2 separate regions of the Danio rerio genome follow, and region 2 is linked to region 1. A link is a contact called in public Micro-C data. All regions are on one chromosome and are shown on one strand. The core of a region is the stretch at or near the end of the contact, and the rest is flanking DNA. Distances in the headings are between cores, read along the strand shown.

The links. Hi-C and Micro-C count contacts between places; a contact is called where the count stands out from the background.
Region 2: a Micro-C map of caudal fin shows a contact between it and region 1, with 4 times the contacts expected there. The contact joins the promoter of maml3 here to the enhancer-like site in region 1. A contact is called at or near these places in 3 of 18 Hi-C or Micro-C datasets (caudal fin, hematopoietic stem cells and an unstated tissue) and 3 of 4 datasets of contacts at active chromatin or transcription factors (caudal fin, embryo and gastrula embryo).

The regions. Positions count from the first base shown.
Region 1 is chr1:43,515,713-43,520,493 of GRCz12tu, reverse strand. All of the region lies in intron 1 of maml3 (mastermind-like transcriptional coactivator 3), which reads left to right. Among named protein-coding and RNA genes, the nearest start is that of maml3, 100 kb to the left of the region's middle. Within about 2 kb of position 2,958, at least 51 of the 62 cell types and tissues checked have an H3K27ac peak or open chromatin away from gene starts, as enhancers often do. A contact at or near this core is called in caudal fin, where this site is marked.
Region 2 is chr1:43,618,800-43,623,580 of GRCz12tu, reverse strand. maml3 (mastermind-like transcriptional coactivator 3) reads left to right here and starts at 2,550. Exons shown (of 6, transcript XR_012407336.1): 1 at 2,550-3,471.

The DNA of each region.
Region 1 (4,781 bases), core at 1,709-4,208:
TAACCAGCAGTATGGATGATTTCTGTTTTTGGGACTGATATTTATTTAGTTGAATAACTATAACTAACTACTTGGAGCACCTGCACTCAGTTTTAGCTACAGTGGCAACCTGGCAACAGAATGGTGATGTTGTGGTTGTCTAACTCAGTGGTTCTCAAAGTGGGGGTCGGGACCCCCCAATGGGTCGCGGGACAATGAAGGGGGGTCACCTGTGTAACGGAGGCCAGCTAGTGTATGCTGTGCAAGTAAACCTCCCTCTTCTGACCTCTAAAGGTGCTCTAGCGACAGATGCTAGAGGCCATGGTCTTTAGCCTCCTTGTTGGAGCAACCAACTCCCATGCGGAAGGTCGCCGGTTCGATACCAGCTCGGATCGGGTTTGGTGGCGTAGGACCGGCGGGGTTACCCTGGTGATTTCCAAATATCTATTTATTTTTATTAAACCATAAGAATTACTATATTTTATCCATAACCTACTGAAAAGAAAAAAAAAATTAATTGTTAATAGTTACTATATAGTTACTATAATAGCTCATAGTTACTAGTTCTATTGGATTGCGACCCCTGGGGTAATCATTATATTAAAGACTTAGCAATAGCGTCAGATGCAGCAGATTGATTTTATAATACCAGGTTAAACTTTCCGGCACATTTACAGCACTTACATACATAAATAAACGAAGAATAGACTTGGGTCTATTGGTGTGTATGCGCATTTGCATGCAAGTTTTCTGCTTTATAACCACCTCAGGGGATATTGGGGGTCGCGAGTCACAGGCATTGTTATTTTGGGGGTCACTGGCTGAAAAGTTGGGAACCCCTGGTCTAACTGCGCCTAGAATTCTGTGTTGACAATGGTTTGGTTTGAAATTGTACAACGCTATTCCACGCTCACATGGAACCATACTTCACTGTTCTTGGAACAGTTCAGCATGATAGTGGTAAAGAGGCTGTAGTATATAGTGATTAGTGCATGGTGCAACATTTGAGACAAATTTTTTCATTTGCTAATTTTATATTTCAGTGGCATAGCCCCACCTATTGTGAAATTCTATTAGCTCTAATATCTCTGCTGTTTATACTGTAACATTAAGTGTTGGCTTGAGATTGCAGCACAATTTTGGACAGATAGATTACTTGTCACTATAACTGGATAGTACTGTATCAAAATTTGGCACTTTCTTCTATTTCTCATTTGCATTGTGCGGTACTTTATATTACAACACAATTCTGTATAGGTCACCCATTTTCCCCTTTCACTGCCAACATTATGTTTACTTAGTAGGCATGGTGTATCCCAGAAAGTTGCGATTTAAACCTATTCATGCCTCAAGAAGAAAACTGATCAGGCTGTTCACATATTACACACTCAAGTAGATCAATGTAGATGTGGTGCTCAAATAGAGAGAGAAAGCAGAGCAGTTCACGCTTTACACAAGTTTAGCTGAGACATGTAAACAGCTCTATAAACAACAATGAAGGACAGCAGGCATGTGCCTGTTAAGTCTTGTTTTTAATTCTGTGTCATGCAATCGTCGTGACCCACGCCACATACATTGCTTTTAGCCATACATTTATACTTCTGCGTGCTGTTTGTGTTGCTCTGCAATAACTCTTCTGAAACCCTAGCTCAGGGGTGTCCAAACTCGGTCCTGGAGGGCCGGTTTCCTGCATAGTTTAGCTCCAACTTACTCCAACACACCTGCCTGGAAGTCTAGTATACCTAGAAAGAGTTTGATTAGATGGTTCAGGTATGTTTGGGTTAGAACTAAAATATGCAGGACACCGGCCCTTCAGGACCGAGTTTGGACACCCCTGCCCTAGCTGGCAGTAGGTTATGTTATGTTTCTCTGTCTCAAGATTATCTGCAGATGGTTCGTTTTTTCTGAACGCTACCTTAATTTACAAATAACTAAAACTCGCTCATTCAGAGGCGGTAACTGGAGAACGGGTGAACTTGTAAACAATCGCTTTATCGGGCTTGCGGCTTTAAGCACTGCCAACACTCGGCACAGATACCCAAGCCAACCAATCAACTCGTGCTACCTGTCGTTACAATGTGTAGTTCCATTTTTTGAGAGGTGTGCGACTGTGCGAAGTTTCGAAGTTTTGTTTGTTCATTGCTGTGCATTGATGTCATAATATTATTTTTATGGTATGTTTCATCTCTATATTTTAAAATGTTGCATATTTCTGTTGATATGTTGCCGATTTTGTCGTTCCTCTGGCTTGTTGCACACACAAGCGAAAATTCTCAATAATCCAACAGTGTTTGTCAGCAAAGCTAGCTCTCCTCTTAAGGTACTGTACATTTATGCTACATAGAGTATGTGCCCATAAAAGTAGTATGGTATTTTTCGATACCTTGGTACTGCTTCTTTTGTAATCGTTTTTTTTTTTAAGGGTTTTTAACCTTTATTAGATAGGACAGCAAAGTCTTGAGAGCAGAAAGAGAGGAGGATGATCTGCTAAGAACCTTAAGCCATGAATCTAACTTGCTATGTTGTCACACTAACCACTAGACTATTAGTGATGACACTTTGGTACATCTGACAGTAGAAACGGGAAATACATACAAACAGTATAGTACTGTACAAAACCATACTGGTCTATTTTTAAACCATACAAACCTATTTATGCTAAGTGCATGCTGTAACATATCAAGACCACTAACATTAGATGATCCTCAAGGTTGTGTTTTATTTATTATTGTTTGATGTTACAGGATTTAGGTATGCTTACATTAAGCATTGCGTATTTAGTCAAAGAATAGCTTGCAGAGATTGAAAGAAGGTGAACGCAATGAACATCAGCATAGGGAAGGTATAGCAGGAAAGAAAACATTAGGGAGGGAGCCCACTAGAGAGATTATTGGCAGAAGTGTCCAGTGCACTCAGCCCGGGAGCTGGGGGGAGGCGCTTCAGGATCAGGAGGTTGCTATAACAACTGCACCTTGGTGGTTCTCTCTCCAGTCACATGAAAGCATTAGCGTCTGTCTGAAGAGCTCTTCTGTCTTTCCCTCCCTCCCTCTTGTATTCCTCTCCCTCCCTTTATCCGTGTGCTCTCCCACATGGTGACTGTGAAGAGAGCAGGAGAGGGAGTGTGTTTGTGTGAGCTACTGAACACTTTAATAGGCAGTGAAATGGAGAAAAACAAACATCAGCCTCCCCCCTCTACACACGGACTTTCTCTCTCTCTACCTCTGCTGCGTGTTTTCTTAACCCTGCCATGCTAGTTAAGGCTTGGGGGAGGTTTCCTCGCCATTCTTATCCTATTACAGCGGTTTCCAGCCAAACGCTGCTAGCTAGATGGCTCTTTCTGTCTGCGGCTTATGGCGTCGGTCCGTAGCGTTGCGCTCGACCCCAGATGCTGGTAAAGATGTCTGCTTGAGGGGGCTGGTGGTAAACATACTTAATTACGCCTCGCTTAGCATGCAGGGGCTTTGCAGGAAGATGATCATTATTGATATCAATCATGTGCCATTCGGAGAGGATTCAACCGATAGGGTGCAGGAGCGGAGGGAGCGAATGCTTAGCGGTGTCATCAACAAATTTATGAGGCAACGAGAGGACATGTTTGCACAGCAGAATGTGTTTGTCAGGGCTTCAATTCTAGCGATAATTATGGTTATTTTCATACTTTCATCTAGGATGGAGTAACAAAATGACCATGTATACAATAATAAAAATAATATTAATAATAATAATAATAATACACAATAACAGTGAATAATAACAATAAAAATAATAAAAATAAACAATAATGACACACAATAACAGTAAATAATAATAACAAACAATGACACGCAATAACAATTGATTATATATATATATATATATATATATATATATATATATATATATATATATATACGTATGTGTGTGTGTGTGTGTGTGTGTGTGTGTGTGTGTGTGTGTGTGTGTGTGTGTGTGTGTGTGTGTGTGTGTGTGAATGATTGTATGATTATATATTAATAATAATATTTGCATTATACTTTAAAAATAAATTGCATTTAAAAAATATTAAATATATTATAATACTAATTATTAAAATAAGGCTAAATAAATTTAAATATTCAAACAAACAAATGAAAATAAAAAATATATTTTATATTTACATTTATTTATAAAAATAATATTAACTCATTCTTATAAAATGTATTAGACTACAATTATTAAAACAATAAAAACACTGAGTACAGTTCAACATTTTATAATGTAGCTTAATATAATGTAAACAATTTCAAAATATTATTTTAAACATTTTTATTGTATTTTTTTCTATAGAGGTGAATTTTATATAGTGTCTGTGACACCAAATAGATGTTGAAAGCCCCTGCATTACAATACAATTTATCTCAGACTCAGCTTTATTATCCCGTAAGGAAAACTAAAATTGCAACAAGGTACCATAAAACAGGCGAAGTTTTATGTACACATTAAAAAAAATAAATAAATATATATATATATATATATATATATATATATATATATATATATATATATATATATATATATATATATATATTACCACACAACATCCATACACAATCCATACAATTTATAGACAGAAAAGCCCCACCAGTAAATAATTCTGTTATATGAATTATAATATTTATAATAAAACGTAACATAATTGTTGTTGTGAGTAAATCTTAATTTATTTACTTCATTTATTCATAATTTGATTGCCACTAATGTGACTTATTTTGGGTGCATTTCACCCCTAACCTATGGAAGGTAAATCCTGCTGTTTTTAAATAAATCATGTAAACATTGAAAAT
Region 2 (4,781 bases), core at 1,301-3,800, 100 kb before region 1:
ATCTGAAAATGATTGTAATGATATCGTTTGCCAGTGATTGAAATCAGTGACTTCTATTCTTTATATTTATGATTTAAAAAATATATATATTATCAGTATAGTTGATGCTAACGCTGTTCGTATTTAATTAATGTTCTTCAGGCAGTTTAAATCCTATACAGCTAATTTAACCATCCTCAGATTGTTGACACCATCTCAGCTTACCTGCTAATTTGAAAATTTCAAAGACAGCCTTTCTGCCACTTTATTATACACAATTAAAACAGGAAAAAGGCTGATCTCCATAGCCAGAGAAACTGCTTCAAAATAGTCCCAGTAAAATACAGGGTGTTAACTAACGTTTGGCCTTCATTATAACTGTGTATATGTGTATGTGCTAGAGAAAGAGAGAAAGAGTGAGAGAGAGAGAGAGAGAGAGAGAGAGAGAGAGAGAGAGAGAGAGAGAGAGAGAGAGAGAGAGAGAGAGAGAGTAAGAATGAATGTGTTTGCAATCCGTTTTAGCCACACTCAGCAAACCAGACTGGGCAGCAGCACTTTTTCACAATTACACACACACACACACACACACACACACACACACACACACACACACACACACACACACACACACACACATACACTTACAAAACCGGCCAATCCCCTCATCATCATTTAGTGAGTGCAGTCAGTGCTTCGGGGCCTCACCTGATCCTGTTACTTTCTTCTGACAGTGTTAAAGACGTGTGTATTATGCACGCACGCACACAACACACACATACACATAACAACAGTTTGCTTGAGCGCCAATATCTTTAAAGTGAACTCTGAAAGGCAAAAAGCAATTGCTGGTTATAACTGAGAGGATAATCTGTGAAGATAAAGCTATAGTGGACACAAGCAGAAGCATGATACGATACTCACAAAGACCTTTCCTGTATTGCCAAATAGATGGAAAACAGTCTGTTTGGACAATTAACACTTTAGGAAAAGAAAACGGTATAATTAACGTAAAAAGTATTCACAATAGCAGCTAAAATGATTAATTAAACACTTTTTTTAAAATGAAGTTTCTATAAAAGGTTTAACAAATATATAAGTTTTATGCTCCAATACAGTGGTGTGAAAAACACACCAAAACACTGATCAGATCAACATACACTCCCAGAAATAAAGGTACGAGAGCTGTCACTCGGGTGGTTTTTTTATAAAAGCTACACATTTGTACCTGAAGAATGTCTAAATACCTCAAGTGTACATATTAGTAGATAGTACAAAAGTTTACCTCTTAAAATGTTTAGGTAAGCTTTTGGGGTACCAATATGGCCCCTTTAAGTACAAATGAGTGTCTTTTGAAACGGTACCACCCCAGTGACAGCTCTTGTTTTTTCAGAGAGTGTACAATACAGTTTAAAATGATCTAACATTCATTTTAAAGGTTTTCGTTTGCCCTTCTGTTTTCATTTAAATACAAATATATGTGTGTATAAATATTTAATAATAATAAAAACAACCACAGCAACATATTACACAAATATGAATTATTAAAATAGTATATATGATAATATAATCAATTGCATTAATTTACTGCTACTTATAATAAATATATAATTCAAATTAATATTATGCATTGTTATTTATGATAATAATAAACGTTATGGTGGCACAGTGGGTAGCACGATCACCTCACAGCAAGAAGATTGCTGGTTCGAGCCCCGGCTGGGTCAGTTGGCATTTCTTTGTGGAGTTTGCATGTTTTCCCCGTGTTGGCGTGGGTTTCCTCCGGGTGCTCCGGTTTCCCAGACAGTCCAAAGACATGCACTATAGGTGAATTTAACAGGCTAGATTGACAGTATATTGAATAAGTGTGTATGCAAGAGTGTATGGGTGTTTTCCAGTGTTGGTTGCAGCTGGAAGGGCATCCGCTGCGTAAAACAAGTTGGATAAGTTGACAGTTTGTTCCACTGGGGTGACCTCTGATTAATAAAGAGGCTAAGTCATTAAATAACATTTAATGGTGTTTCTCAACCATGCTCCTGGAGGACCACCAGCACTGCATGTTTTGAATGTCTCCTTTGTCTGTCACACCCATTACAGGTCTTTTAGTCTCTGCTAATGAGCTGATGATCTGAATCAGTGTGCAATGTGCAGAGCTGGTGTTCCTCCAGAAACGTGGTTGAGAAACACTGATTTATTAAGAATACTAATAAAACATATAATAATCATAACAATAACAACAATACAAATAATTAATTTTTTATAAACAAAATAATTTTCACTTAAATGTTCATTGTTGTAAATTATATTCTTTGATGCTTTAAATACGTTCACCCCTCATTTCTCCTCAATCCTCCGCCGACAGCGCTTTGTGCTCTCCTCCTCCTCCTCCTCGAGCATCAGCTGCAGTACCGTAACCCGCCGCTAAAGCACCATACCGCTCTGCCGTTTGCCTCCCGTGAAGTGAACGTGACTCCGCGTCCAGAGAGCACTGGAATCCCGTCCGTGTTTTGCGCGAAGCTGACGGCTGCTCTCCGGCTGGTGGCTGCTCTTCGCTCGGCTGTTGTCCTGATATCACTCCGCTAGCATGGAGGAGGGGAGCGCTTGATTATTGTGATGGTGGCAGCTGCCGTACACACTGGCGACTGTAGGATTTCCTCTCCAGCCATCGGGACTTTAACGAACTGCACACCTTGTTCGCGCTCGGGGAGGCTTTCGCCGGCCAAACTAATGAAATGCAAGTTCACGAAACAACTCCGGAGCCTGTTCGCAGCAGACGGCAAAACTTTTTTCAGAAGGACAACACAATAAAACGACGGGCTCGCAGCAGCGGTGCTTGTGCGTGATGGTTGCGAGTAACATCCGGATGTTTGATGGAGCTCCAGTAGCGGCGAGAGAGTAGCAGCCCCGGTCGCCTCCGCGGTCCCGCACTGTTGTCTATTGAATGGTTGACACGGCGATCCTCCCGGAGGAGGGATTTACGCTCGTTTGAACGCTTCTTTCCTCACTATTTCACTGTATCTGGCTCCCTGGCGAAGCGGACTTCTGCCCCGCTTTGGAGAGGGGAGAGAGAGAGAGTCAGGGGGGCTTGACAAAGTTCTTCCCGAATCACAGATGATGGGGGATTTTGCCAGCCCCGCTGCCGTACCGACCGGCGGCGGCATTTGCATTAATAACAGTAACGTGAACTTAAACTCTGCCATTAATGCAGCCAACAGCGGCAGCACCGGCGGCGGTAACATACCGAAGCACAGCACGGTGGTGGAGCGGCTCCGCCAGCGGATCGAGGGCTGTCGGCGGCACCACGTCAACTGCGAGAGCCGATACCAGCAGGCGCACGCCGAGCAGCTGGAGCTGGACCGCCGGGAGACCGTGAGCCTCTACCAGCGGAGTTTAGAGCAGCGGGCCAAGAAATCCAACAACAGCAAACAGCAGAGCAAGCAACAAGAGCCCGACTCCAGCGCGAGCGCCGAGCAGAGGAACAGCACCCTGATCGCGGTGAGTTCAGCTCTCTCCATGGGCTGCCCGACTCCTCTCCTTCTGTGTGTCTGTGTGTGTTTGGACATGAACAGTGTTTGTTTGGGTCATAGACTCGTTGTGATTAAACTTTAGCTCGGCGTTTGTGCTTTTTACACTTTGGTTACTTCAATCAAAGCATAACTTGATTAAACCGTTTGTGAAAGTGCTTCTCGTGACTTTGGAGGCGTTTTACCACTTTTCTGTGCAGCCTTGTTTAAAGTTATGTAGTAGTTGATGATGTCATTTGATCTCCTCCTACTTACTATTTGCAGTTCAGCCGTGTTTCATGTTTGGGAAACATAATTGGGGTTGAAAATCGAGATCAGCTTGCTAGCTACACTGTGCGAATGTGTATTATCGTGTATTGTTTTGCTGAGAAGCGCGACGGTACACATGGCGAGTCGTGCCAGTTTCAGTTTCCTTTTAGGCGCGCTGTTTGAAAAGATGCTAATGTTTTGCGTTTATTTCACATCCCTCTCTTTCTCTCTTCCTGCTAGTTAGGCATGCGTGTGTGTGCAGTGTAACTGTTCGGTGCGATATTTGTTGAAAGAAAAAAAGGAAGGAAACGAATGCACATACATGTTTATCTGCATGCTAAGATCAAGATGCCACCACAGAAAAGTTGCAGCTTTAAAATCGGTCACTCGAATCTCAAGCCACTGCAGGAGAGCTTCGTGTCGCTGTCTTTTGTGTCAGTCCTCTTTGAAATGCTAAGTGTCTGCGATTTCTGAGGGTGACATCGGTAGTTTTAAAGCGTTAATGGCCGGTGTCGTCGACCCCCCTCGGTGCGGTGTGGATGTTACTGTAAGCCGGTTTATAAGCAGCAAACGCTTCACATCGAAGGTATTGCGATTTAAAGAGACCGCAGCCTTTCCGTTTCTCCGTGTTTTCTCCACATAAGCGCCGTGCTGCAGCTAGGTGGCTGTATCAAGTCGAGTTAGGGTCTTATGTGTGTGTCTGGGTTCAGACCCCACACAATGGATGTGTGTCAAATCCTAGCGAGCCGCCTATGTAGGCAGCATTTTTTTGTGAGGAAATAGCTGCACGCGCGTGGATGCACGCTTTCTGGCTACATACAGTTATATTCAGTAGGCTAACGTGGGTAAATAACAATTTCACTCCATCGTGCTAATTGTTTTAAATGGCACCCAAGCCAACACCTAGGATGTTAGCTTTGACTTTCAGATTTTGGAACTGTCACTTTGGAAAATTACGCATTTTAATGGTCTATTAGAAGTTAAATAACGTTTGTTTGTTACGTTTTAAAGATGAATGTGTTAGCTAAGCTA